Linked DNA regions of Mus musculus: region 1 is linked to region 2. Evidence: chromatin contacts called from public HiChIP or PLAC-seq data. All regions are on one chromosome and are shown on one strand. Each heading gives the region's core, a stretch centred on a gene start, on an enhancer-like site or on the middle of the called end of the contact. The rest is flanking DNA. Distances are from core to core; before and after follow the strand shown. Region 1 holds the start of 2410003L11Rik (RIKEN cDNA 2410003L11 gene). Region 2 holds the start of Arhgap23 (Rho GTPase activating protein 23).

The links. HiChIP or PLAC-seq counts read pairs in DNA pulled down with a chosen protein or histone mark.
Region 1: an H3K27ac HiChIP or PLAC-seq map of embryonic stem cells shows a contact between it and region 2, with 5 read pairs. The contact joins the promoter of 2410003L11Rik here to the promoter of Arhgap23 in region 2. A contact is called at or near these places in 1 of 39 promoter capture datasets (macrophages), 2 of 484 Hi-C or Micro-C datasets (bone marrow-derived macrophages and embryonic stem cells), 5 of 115 datasets of contacts at active chromatin or transcription factors (embryonic basal ganglia, embryonic hindbrain, embryonic midbrain and 2 more) and 2 of 9 other capture datasets (liver and macrophages).

The regions. Positions count from the first base shown.
Region 1 is chr11:97,596,995-97,602,760 of GRCm38.p6, reverse strand. It overlaps 2410003L11Rik (RIKEN cDNA 2410003L11 gene), which reads right to left and starts at 4,250. Exons shown (of 4, transcript NR_045496.1): 1 at 4,094-4,250.
Region 2 is chr11:97,447,482-97,453,973 of GRCm38.p6, reverse strand. It overlaps Arhgap23 (Rho GTPase activating protein 23), which reads right to left and starts at 3,814. Exons shown (of 19, transcript NM_021493.2): 1 at 3,609-3,814; 2 at 1,430-2,582; 3 at 1-109. The coding sequence starts at 2,447.

The DNA.
Region 1 (5,766 bases), core at 3,001-5,500, 150 kb before region 2:
GCGTGTTTCCTGGTGCACTCGAGACCCTAACTACGCATGACATACACACAGGGATAAGGAGAAAGGTTACGTAAACAGAAGCTATCCTTTAGAACAATGAAAGAAAACCAAGCTAGGACAAGACCCAGAGAATCGAACGCTGTTAGAAGGAGTCATAAGGAACTGAATAGCATAGAGCCTCCTGGAATATAAACCAGCCAGGAGGGAACGGAAAGTTAAAATTAAGTAGGAAGTTGTGGAGGAGATAAAAATAAGAATCACCCAGAGAGAAGCAGGAAAAGACGGGCTGGAATCTTTTAAGTATTCACAGAGCACCCAGTGCTGGGGGCAGGCAGACAAAGCCCTGCTCTGCAGGGAACCTCCAGGAAGACAGGGCTCAGGGGGAGCCCGGCCTGCTGGCATTCTCTTACAATGGCAGCATTTAGACGGTGGAGGCAGTAGGATCAGAAGTACAAGGCTAGCCTCAGCTATTGAGTGAGTTGAAGGACAGCCTGGACTACCTGAGACCGAATCTCAAAACAAACACGTGAACAAATGAATAATCAACAGACAGATGGATTTCCAGTGTTAAACAGGGAGAGAGAGAGAGAGAGAGAGAGAGAGAGAGAGAGAGAGGAGAGGAGAGAGAGAAGAGAGAGAGAAGAGAGAGAGGAGAGAGAGAAGAGAGAGAAGAGAGAGAGAAGAGAGAGAGAGTATACAGCAAGAGCTAGGAAATGTCTCAGAAAGGAAGGCTTTTAATGTCTAAAATGAATAATAGGCTGCACTGCCTCTGTCCAAAATGAGTAACAAGAGGTGGGGGCTTATGTACCTCCCTGCTTGACCCAACGACAAAGACAGGCAAAATATATTGTGGCAGTGGTGTTTTGAGACAAGGTTTCATAAAGCTAAAGTTGGCCTCAAATTTGCTATTTAGTCCAGGCTGGCCTTAGATTCCTATGTCCCAACCCCGTCTCTCTACCTTTCAGGAGCTGGGGTTATAGGCATGCACTACCCAGCCTAGCTGGTTTTTGGATTTTGGTTCTTTTTGAGATTGGGGTGGGGTGGGGTCTTGTAACGTAGCCCAGGCTAGCCTCAAACTGGTGATCCTCTTGCATAAGCCTGGATCACCACACTCAGCTCAACTGTGAGGTATGGACGCTAGACTTTAACTTCATGTAGGCATGGATGACCACAAGTTACTATAGCAGTCTGGCTTCAACAATGAGGTTGTGGCTACCACAAGACTATGGAAATTAGTTTCCATGAGATTCTTTTTCGAAGTTCTATTTTTTTCAATCTTTCATACTTAAGCTTATTGTCCATTTCAAATTGATTTGGGGATGTATTTGAAGTAAAAGCCGGGATTGAATTTTCTTTGTGAATATCCAATTATTCAACATTTATTGAAGGCTCTTCCATCCCTGTCTGGACTGCAGCTGTGCCTTTGTGTGAGCCAGGTGATGCCGTGTGGATGGCTTTGTTTGAGAGCTCTATTCAGCACCGAGGGTCTAGCTGCACCCTGAATGTACCTCTCACTATTGCTTTATACACATACTTGTACAAAATTTTTAAAAAACTAACTAATTTGCTCACTTTGTATTTCCATATAAATTTGTTTCTTTGGGGACGGAGAGACTGCTCAGTGGTCTAGAGCACATGTTGCTCTTGCAGAGGACCTGGGTTCAGCTCCCTGTACCCACATGATGGCGCACAACTGTTTTTAGCCCAATTCCAGGGGACCTAATGACCTTTTCTGACCTCAACAGGTCCACACAAACCGAACACACACACACACACACACACACACACACTGTCTTAAAGAAGTCTTAAATTTTATTTTATTTTATGTATGGTTTTGGGTCTACCTTTCATTTTTGTTAAATTTCTTTCCTTTTTGTGTGCTTATGTATCTATATGTGTATATGTATGCATATATGTGTATCTGTGTATGCATGTGTGTGCATATCTGTGTGTATATATATGTATGTATATATCTGTGTGTTTGCATGTGTGTATATCTGTGTATATCTGTATGTATGTGTATATATATATATATATGCGTGCATGTATGTATATCTGTGTGTGTGTATCTGTGTGTGTGTATCTCTGTAGATAGACAAATGCTCTGAAGTGGGTTTGGTGATCAGAGAACTTTCTGGAGCTATTTCTCTTCTTTCATCACTGGGTCCTGGGGACTGAACTCAGGTCACCAGGCTTGGTGGGGACTGCCTTTACCTGCAGAACCATCTTGTCAACTCTGGTTTTGTTTGTTTTTTTTAAGTAGCACAGGCTGGCATCAATCTTTTTCTCTTTTTTAGATTTATTTATTTTATGTATATGAGTACACTGTCACTGTCTTCAGACACACCAGAAGAGGGCATTGGATCCCATTTCAGATGGTTGTGAGCCACCATGTGGTTGCTGGGAATTGAACTCAGGACCTCTGGAAAAGCAGCTAGTGCTCTTTATCTCTGAGCTATCTCTCCAATCCTGGCATCAACCTCTTTTTGTTATTGTTTTGTTTGTTTTGTTCTGTTTTTGAGACATGATCTCTATACATAGCCATGGCTGTCCAGGAACTCACTCTATAGACTGGGCTGGTCTCAGATTCACAGAGATCTGCCTGCCTCTGCCTCCCAGGTGCTGGCAAAGTGTCAAACTCTTGATCCTTGTGCCTCAGTCTCCGGAGTGCTAAGATTACAGACACATGCTACCAAGTCCAACCTTCATATACATTTATAGTTAAGCTGGTTGAGGTGGCTCCAGCCAATAATTGTACTAATTGGGAAGATGAGGCAGGAGGATTACCATGGGTTTAAGACCAGTCTAATCTACATTGTGAATTCCGGGCCAGTCTAGGCTGTAATTTGAGAACCAATTTCAAAAACAAGCAAAATGAAGGGAGTGGTGGACATCTTTAACCCCTGAACTTGAGAGGCAGAGGCAGGTGGGTCTCTACAGATCAGCATAGTTTACGAGAGGCAGAGGCAGGTCGGTCTCTACAGATCAGCATAGTTTACACACTGAGTTGTAGACTAGCCAGGGATACGTAGTTGTAACCCGAAGGCTTTTCCATGTACGCCCCAGTTGCCGAACAATGACATGGAGGCTTATTTTCTTCTTCTTCTTTTTTTGTTTGGTTGTTTGTTTTTTGAGACAGGGTTTCTCTGTGCAGCCCTGGCTGTCCTGGAACTCACCCTGTAGACCAGGCTGGTCTCGAATTCAGAAATCTGCCTGCCTCTGCCTCCCAAGTGCTGGGATTAAAGGCGTGTGCCACCACTGCCCGGCTGGAGGCTTATTTTCATTTACGATGATTATGGCCTTAGTTTAGGCTTGCTCCCCAACTAGCTCTTAAATTAACTCATTTATACTAAGTTCGGCCACATGGTTGGTTTCCTCTCCTTGCATCATAAGCCTGACTTCCTTCTTGGTGGCGGGTCTTCCGGTACTTGACTTTCCCAGAGTTCCTCTCTCTGCGCTGGATGACCCACCCTCTCTATTCTACCTTCTCCTATAGGCCATAGGCTTTTTATTTTGACCAATCAGAAGGTGCCTTAGGCAGGCAAGGAAGGACAGAGACACATCTTCACACAATGTACAAAAATATCACTCTAACACAGTGAGACCCCGTTTAAAACAAGAGAAAACAACACCCAAATGCCAGCGGAATGACACAGTCAATGAAGTGCTTGCCTTACAAGTCTGAAGCCCGTTAGTTTCCCCAACCCCCGGCAGAACACGAGCAAGATGGCGTGCACGTCCAGTCTCCGCCCCATGTAGCTTCCAGCTAGCTTAGCCCACTTGGGGACACTCCAGGCTTGTGAGACTGTTTCAAACAAACAAAAAAGCAGAAAAGTGTATAATCATATCGTCCAAGGTTATCCTCTGACCTCCGCACATGTGCATTAACATACCTGCACAGATATGCACACAACCCATGTGCAAATAAGCATATACACAAAAATAAAAACAAACGACGCCCCAAGAGAGGGGTCAGCAAGTGAAGACTCTTGCCACCAAGCCAGAGGACCCTAGTTTGGGATCGCCAGGAAGTGTCTTAGCTAACTACTATTCTGTCGCATCGAGACCAAACGCCATGACTACGGTAACTTACGTAAGAAAGCATTTAGTCTGGGGCTCATGATTCCGGAGGGCAGCAGAGTTCATGACCATCGTCTGGAGAAGCATGGAAACAGGCAAGCATGGCTCTAGAGCAGGAGCTGAGAACTTATGTTGAGACAGCAGCCATCAAGGAGACAAGACAGCTAACTGGGTGGGAAAGGCTCTGGGTTTTGAAATCTCAAAGCCAGCTGCCAATGACCCACCTCCTACAGCAAGGCCACACCTCCTAATCCCTCCCAGAAGTCAGCCCAAACTCAGACAAAGCATTCAAATATATGAATCCATGAGGACCCTTCTCACTCAAACCACCACAGGAGAGAACTGCCTTTTCAAGTCCTCTGACCTCTATGCACACACACACACACACACACACACACACACACACACACACACACGGAGTTGGAGAGATGGCTCAGCGGTTTAGAGCACGGACTGCTCTTCCAGAGGTCTTGAGTTCAATTTCCAGCAACCACATGGTGGCTCCCAACCATCTGTAAGAGGGATCTGATGCCCTCTCCTGGTGTGTCTGAAGACAGCAGTGGTGCACCCGTATACATAAAATAAACGCACACACAAAGTATAAATAAATACATAAATAAAAAACAGCAGCACTCAAGAAGGTATGTGCACACACAATAAATAAATGTATTTTTAAAAAGGAACAGAAAATAATTAAATTTATTTTGATATTATTATTATTACTATTTTGGCTCTTTGGTTTTTCATGACAGAATTCTTTGTGTAACTGTCCTGAAACTCACTTTGTAGATCAGTCTGGCCTCAAAATCACATATTCTCATGCCTCTGACTCCTGAGTGCTGGAATTAAAGACATGTGCTATGCTACCATGCTGACTTTATTTTTATTTAAATTGTATGTATGTATGTATGTATGTATGTATGTATGTATGTATGTATGTATGTATATAGACAGCCTTCTTCTGTGTAGCCCTGACTGTCTTGGAACTATAGACCAGGCTGGCCCCAAACTCACAGGGATCGACCTTCCTCTGCCTCCTGAGTATGTAAGCCAATAAGAATTCGACTTTTGACTTGGCAGAGGCAGGCGAATTTCTGAGTTCGAGGCCAGCCTGGTCTACAGAGTGAGTTCCAGGACAGCCAGGGCTACACAGAGAAACCCTGTCTCAAAAAAAAAAAAAAAAAAAAAAAAAGAATTCGACTTTTGATCTGCAAAATGGTTTTCTAGGATGGTTATTGGTGTTGATTCAGCTTATGAAAAATTAGGGGCAGAACTAATATAATTTTTGTTACTTTTTGATATAGGGTCTTGTGTAAGAATGGTACTGTATGCCTGTGTACTAGGGCTACCTTCTTTTTTTTTTTTTTTTTTTTTTTTAGAAATATATTAATTTATTTAAGATTAGGAGACATCTCTTTTTTCATTAATTTCTTTATTCACTTTACATCCCAAACACAGCCCCTCCTCCAATTCCACCTTCAATTTCCTCTCCCTATTATCCCCTCCCTTTCTCCTCAGAGAGGGGGAGCCCCCCTTGGGTACCAACAGGCCCTAGGACATCTAATCCCAGCAGGAGGAAAAGCCTCCCATTGAGGCCCCACCAGGCAGTCCAGCATGGGGAAGGGGATCCAATGGCAGGCCACAGAATGAACCGCAGGCTCTGCTCCAATTGTTAGGGGATCCACA
Region 2 (6,492 bases), core at 2,565-5,064:
GAGGATGGGCTAGTTCCCAGGACAGGGGCTGAGTTCATGGCACTGGAGACCACTGCGGAGGCAGGGACATGCTTGGCCTGAAGGTCAATGCTGGGGCTGGTGGGCTCGTCTGGCAGCAGAGGAAGGAAGATGTGAAGAACACAGGCCAGGCTTGCCGGATACCCCAGGCCCACAGGCTCCAGGCGGCACTTACTGCAAACCCCTAAACTCTCCCTCACTGGGGAATTTCGCCCACCAGAGCATGGTCAAGGAGTGTCTCCTTTTAGCAGGTGCTGAGTCTCCCATTGCATCAAGGGCACTGAGCCACGCTCCTTGGAGTGGGCTCCTAAAACACAAGGCAGTATTCTATCGGATTGTCGACATTGGGGCACAAGCTCTTTGTCTTCATATTAGATTGGCACACCTTGACAAGAGGCTCAGCTGGGACTTGTTGGCCATGGCTGGACCCCCGACCCAGGTTGGAGATGACATCCTACCGTCCTTGCTACGCTTCTTCTTAGTTCCCAGGCCACTCAGCTACAAACCCACCAGGCCCAGGACTTGGGCCCAATAGCACCATCTTCCGTTCCAGGCTTTCGCCACAGCCCATAGACTCAGAGCCTGGCCTGGCTTGTCTCCTCACACCCCTAACCCTTTTCTTGTTCTTTCTGCACCCCCATCCCCAACATGGAGATGAGGCACCACTCTGGCAAGCCAAAAAGCTGGAGATCGCCTCACCTCTCTGCCTTCTTGCCTCTCCCCACTCTATGGGCTGCCCTCACAGCCTCGCTTAGCCTTGGACAAGAAAGGATCACATGGCCTGGAAGTGCATTTGGCTCCTCCTACCTCAAGCTCTACATAGTTCTGTCTTTCTCTTTGAATACTATTCCTCAGACCACCTCAAATCCTTAGCCAAATGTTTTTCCAATATTTTTCCAGTGCTGACCACACCCATCCAGGCCACAGAGCCCTTCCCCATCCACAGAGGCTGTCTGTCCTGTGTGCTTTCTGTCTGGGCAGCCATCCACCAGGTAAGCCTGAAGCTTACATAGTAGCTGATGTAAATATCTGTTGGAGGAATGTAGGAGAGATGGAAAAAAAAACAAAGAACGAAAGACACAAAGAAATGGTAAAAGAGTGAGCAGGAGAAAGGAGGGAAAGATGGGAGCTAAGAATGGATAGATGGACAGAGTGAAGGACAGAGAGAAGGAAGGATGCAGGAGGAAAGGAGGAGGAGAGGGAGGGAGGGAGACGAAGAAGCGTGGACGGAAAGATGGCTACAAGAATGAAGGAATGGAAAACAGGAGGAAAGAAGCAATTATTGAGGAATGGACAAATGGACGAACAGATAGAGACAGAACCCAGATGCCCCTATTGGCACATGGCGCAGACTCTGGCACAGTAGACAGGGAGATGGGACCCTTAGCCAGCCACTTGTAACACCACTCACCAATAAAGGGAATAGAAGCCAGCGAGTCTTCCGTAGTGGCCAGAGGGGCTACCTTCCTCCCCAGGCGTTCCCCTCTGGCCTCGGGTTCTGGGGACTCATCACCAAATCCAAGGTTCATCTGCCTTGCTGGGGTCAGCTGGACCTTGCGACCCGTTGGAGGCTTCTGCCTCAGGACCACCTCATCACGATGATCCTCTGCGGGAGGCTCTAGGGCTCGGGTGCTAGGATCTGGCCGGACGACCCTAGGTGGTTCGGAGGCCTCTGGTGGGAATGATGCAGGAGACTGGGCCAAGCTGAAGGTGGGAAGTCCCCCAAAGGGTGAGTCCCGGAAGGAGAGGGCGTGCAAGAGACCAGTCCGGCGCTGGAATGATGGGCTATAGCTCCGATATCCAATGTACCCGATGTCATCCAGGCCCTGCAGGCCAGATGGGGGAGGGGCCTGGGTCAAGTCCCGAGAAGGGCAAGCAGAGGTGCGGGCAGATGGGCGCTGGGAAGCCCAACCACAGCGTTCAAGACGAGGGGACACCAGTGCTCCTGGACCCAGTGCTTCAGCAGAGCGGGTAGCCCGGCTCAGGTAATCGTCTGAGCGAGCTCGGTGCCAACCCTCCTGGCCCAGCTGGCTCAAGGCATCCTGGGAGGTGGAGCAGGGCCATGGGTGGTGGGTAGTCACATCCTCCAACCGGTCCTGGGAGGCACTGCGGGCCCGGGGTGGCATGGCTGGGCACCGTCTCTCCCCCGCTCTGCGGGGTATCTGATTGGACAGCCAGTGTGACAGAGCCTGCTGGCACTCCAGTCTGCTGGGAAGCACCCGGCTGCCAGGCTCTGGGAAGGCACGGGGTGTCCGGGACTCTGAAGGGAGGTGGGGAAAGGCACCAGGGCTTGGGCGGGGCTGGCTCATCCCCAAGGAAGAGTTGTCCAGGTGGGCACGGGTGGCAGATGGGACACGGGACCCTGGGTCACTCCAGGCAGCAGGACTCCGGGGATCTGGGGGTAGTGCTGAGATGGGCTCAGGCACCATAGTAGCCCAGGCAGGGGCCCTGGTTGGTGGAGCATAGGTCTTCCGTGGGTAGCAGAGTGGAGGTGGTTCTGGGATGCTGCGGGCCTCTCCAGAATACGGCTCGTTGCCCTTTAGGTAGGCATCCTGGGAGTAGGCCTGGCCGGAAACACAGAGGCATAAAAGCATGAGCAGACCGGACTCAGATGACAGGCATCAGCCCTAGGGTACCCAGGTTCTCACAAGGAAATGCAAGGGAGCTGATTAAGTAGGGGCATCCTGAATGGATGAGGGTGTGCTCCAAGGAGAGTCCTGAGGGAGGACAAAGAGATAAGATTCATTCTCTCTCTCTCTCTCTCTCTCTCTCTCAAAATAGCCAGATTTCTGTAAGACTTTTAAAACAAGGACAGCCTTTAGCCACAAACATTCCAACATCTGTTTGCTAGGGCCCTCCCCCATCCTGCCCTCCTCCACCCTGCCCTCCCCTGCCTACAGTTCCTTTATGTCCAATGATGCCCACAGCTCCTGGCTGCAGTTCAGTGGGGGCAATGGGCAGAAATCTGTCAAGGTGGTTAGAGGACCTTAGAAAGCTGGCTACGGAGTGGGTGTGTCCAAGGAGGGGTGGTCTGAGGGTAGGCGGAGGCTGGAAGAGGCCAAGGTCCCTTCACTATAGGGTGATGTGAGCTGGGGCCCAGGGCCTGTACTCTGTGGTGAAGAACATGACCACTTCTTGCCCCCCCAGAGACCAGTTTAAAGGAGGGGCTGGACAAGCTAAGGGGCCTTGGGCCACCTCCTGCCACCCCAGGCCTGGAATTTGGCACTGGCTGCTGAAGCTGACGCTGCATTGCTGAGGAGTGACAGGGCTGGTGCCCAGGCTCAGCCAAAAAAGGAGGCACCCCACCCCCGGACAGCAGCCTTGTGGCTCTTGCCGAGCCTAGTGCTGGCTGAGCTGAGGGGGCCTGTTTCAGCAAAGGGTGAAGGGTGAGCCCAGACACACACACATACTACATCACATCACAGAGAAACGGCAAGATACACACCCCGAAAGACACTGCACACACAATGAGACACACAAAAAACTACCCCTCCAGTCCCAAACACAAACATCATGTGACAAGGACCAGCTAACCACACCCCCGCACCCTCGGCCCCTCCAGCCTGGCATCCTGGGCCAGCGACACATACCTCCTCCTCCTGCCATCCTGCTGGCTCCTGGAGCTCCCAGCATCACAGTGGCGGAGACAGCATTCCGCCAGCCTGTGACTGCTGCCCAGCTACCTCTCACTAGGGCCCCTGCACAGCTGATTTAAGTCCCTTAGTCCCCTTAGCCAGCCCTCCCTGAAGCTTCCCCTCTCCCCCACCCGGCTCTCTTCGGCTGCCTGGCGGTAGGAGGAGGGAGGATGGGTGTGGAGGGGACTTGCCGCGTCGGTGGTGGCGTCAGCAGCTGCCGCCACCCGATTGGCCTCCAGCCTTGGCTCCCAACCACAGGAATGCCTGGGCCCCACCCTCTGGCTGACTGGAGATGGCGGGTCGTGGGAGCTCCCAGATGTTGACATCTGGGGATGCCAGCCTACTTGGGTCTAGGTCTGGCAGAGTTCAAGGCTGCTGCCCTTGCTGCCCCTTGCCCCTGACAGCTGGACTGAGGCAGGGTGCCATGCCCTGTTCCTCTCTCATAACTGGAGCACAGGCAGCTCTTTAAGACTCTGGGTGAGCCGTGCACCTCTCTGAGCCTCCATTCTTTCCCTCTCAACTCCAGGAAGTGCAAGGGGACAACTGAGGTCAGGAATGGAGGTTCCCCGGGGAGGCATCATGCCAAGTGTGGCCCTGTCATTACAGTGACACAGCCAAAGCCAGCACAGCAGCTCCGAGCCTCTGGGCTTGGCCCTTAGCCATCCTCTGAGGGGCAGTGACCGAAGAGGCAAGCAAGCTGGCATCTGAGTTGGAGCCAAGAGACCAAGAACAGGGCACTAGGCAAGGGGGACTGTTTCAGGCTCCAGACACAAGGCTCTGGGCTTGCTTCACACAACACATGTGGGGCAGGCCTTTGGGTAGCACCCTCCCAAAGGGTTTTATGTTCTCGGTGTGCTGAGACACTGGTTGTGACAAGTTCAGACTTTGTATCTCACGTGGATGAATTTGGGATTCTATGATATCACTAAGCATAGATGCCTGAAAGGGGCTGTGGCATGCGGTGACATTTGTGGGCAGCATTGCGATAACACACCAGTGTATGCTTATGTCACAACAGCACAGAATCCAGATGTGTACAGAGTTTGTGCTACAAGACAGAGGTGCAAGTGAGGCTGCTGTGAGGTCCCACTGTGTGCTACCTGGGTACTGCGGTACACTGGCACAGAGACAGGGAGAGGCTCTGTGAGTCCTGCCCGGCAATGCTGTGTCTTCTATGGAGCTGAGTTGTACAGGGCTATGCAGGATTGAGCGTCCTGATATGTACCAAGTGGTACCTCTGGCCGTGGGATGTGTTGAAGGGTGGTGTTTGGAGTTCGAATCTATGGACACACCTCTAGAGCCATGTTCCCTCAGGCCAAGTGAGGAGGGGGTACAGGGAACAGGCATCTCTCACAGGAGCAAACAAGAACATGCCAAGCTGGCAGGGCCCGCTGGGCCACCCTCTTTTCAGATACCCTGGCAGGAATCCTGCTTACCAAGGCCAGCACCTCCTCTCTCTCTCCTCCTCTCTCTCTCTAGCACAGAGCAGGCTCAAGTGAAGCAAGAAGCAGCCCCGGCCCAGGGATGGGCCTGGAAGCACCAGTTGAGCAATGCTGGGCTGTTTCCTTCTCTTTTCTCCCACAGGGGCCCTCCATGCAGACAGAAGGACTCACCAGCTGGAGGATGTCCTCGTCCTTGGGCATGATAGAGAGCTCCAGGGTGTCGTCACTGCAGAGACAGGGAGAGGGTCAAGCAGAGGCAACAGGACAGTGTCTGGGGAGAGGGATCCGGTTGCAGGGCCCAGGTTGGGGGGAAAGGAGTCTGGGTGCCTGCGTGCTACCTTGGCCAGACACTCACCTGTTCTGGATCAGACCTATGACCTGGGAGTAGGTCTTCCCAATGATGCTCTCCCCATTCACCTTCACCAGCCGGTCTCCTAGGGACAAGGGATCACATGTGAGAATCCAAAGCAGGAGCGCAGTGTACCCATGTACTAAGCATGAATGGAAGTAAACGAAGAGGAATCTCACCAGCATCTAGGTTCATGAATCCCAACCCAATTAAAATCGATGTGAGTCCCAGAGGAGTGTTACATCAGGTCACAGACAAGCTCACCTGTGCGAAGCCCCGCCCTGTGGGCGGGGCCACCATCCTTCACATTCTTCACAAAGATGGTGTCCATGGGCTCCAGGCGGTGCCGTGGGGAGGGTCCTGGTGGGCATCAGCCAGGTTAGCTGGGGGTGGTTGCTGAAGGTCACACCCATGCACAGCTACACACACAGAGGACACACACTCAGAGGATGATCACACAGTCACAAGCATGCAATGACCCACACATCCACAGGACCTATGCCCACAGTCAGACAAGGGCCCACACCAGAAGGATACATAGAGAGCTGTCCAAACCCATGAGCTGAGTCTCTGTCCTCTGCTAGAAGCCAGACTACACAGCATGTGTGGACAGACACAGCCTCTGCCCTTCCAGAGTTCTTGGTCAAGCAGACTTCGTACATAAGTCACAAGACAACGGAAAGGGTGCCATGCAAGAGGACCCTACAGGGCTGACGACACCTGGATGTGAGTCTGAACTGAATCCCTGAAACCCACATAAAGATGGAAGGAGAAAGCTAACTCTGCCAAGTCGTCCTCTGATCTCTACACTCTGCATGGCACATGCACACTCTGGCATTAGCCTAAGCGCATGCATGTGCGTGTACACACACACACACACACACACTAATAAAGTTTAAAAGGAGGTCTCTATCTGAGCTGGAGAGATGGACCTGAGGTTTCAGAGCACTGGCTGCTCTTGCACAGGGCCTCGGTTTGGTTTCCAGCGTGCATTATCAGCTCACAACTGCCATACAACTGTAACACTAATTCCAGGGGACCAACACGC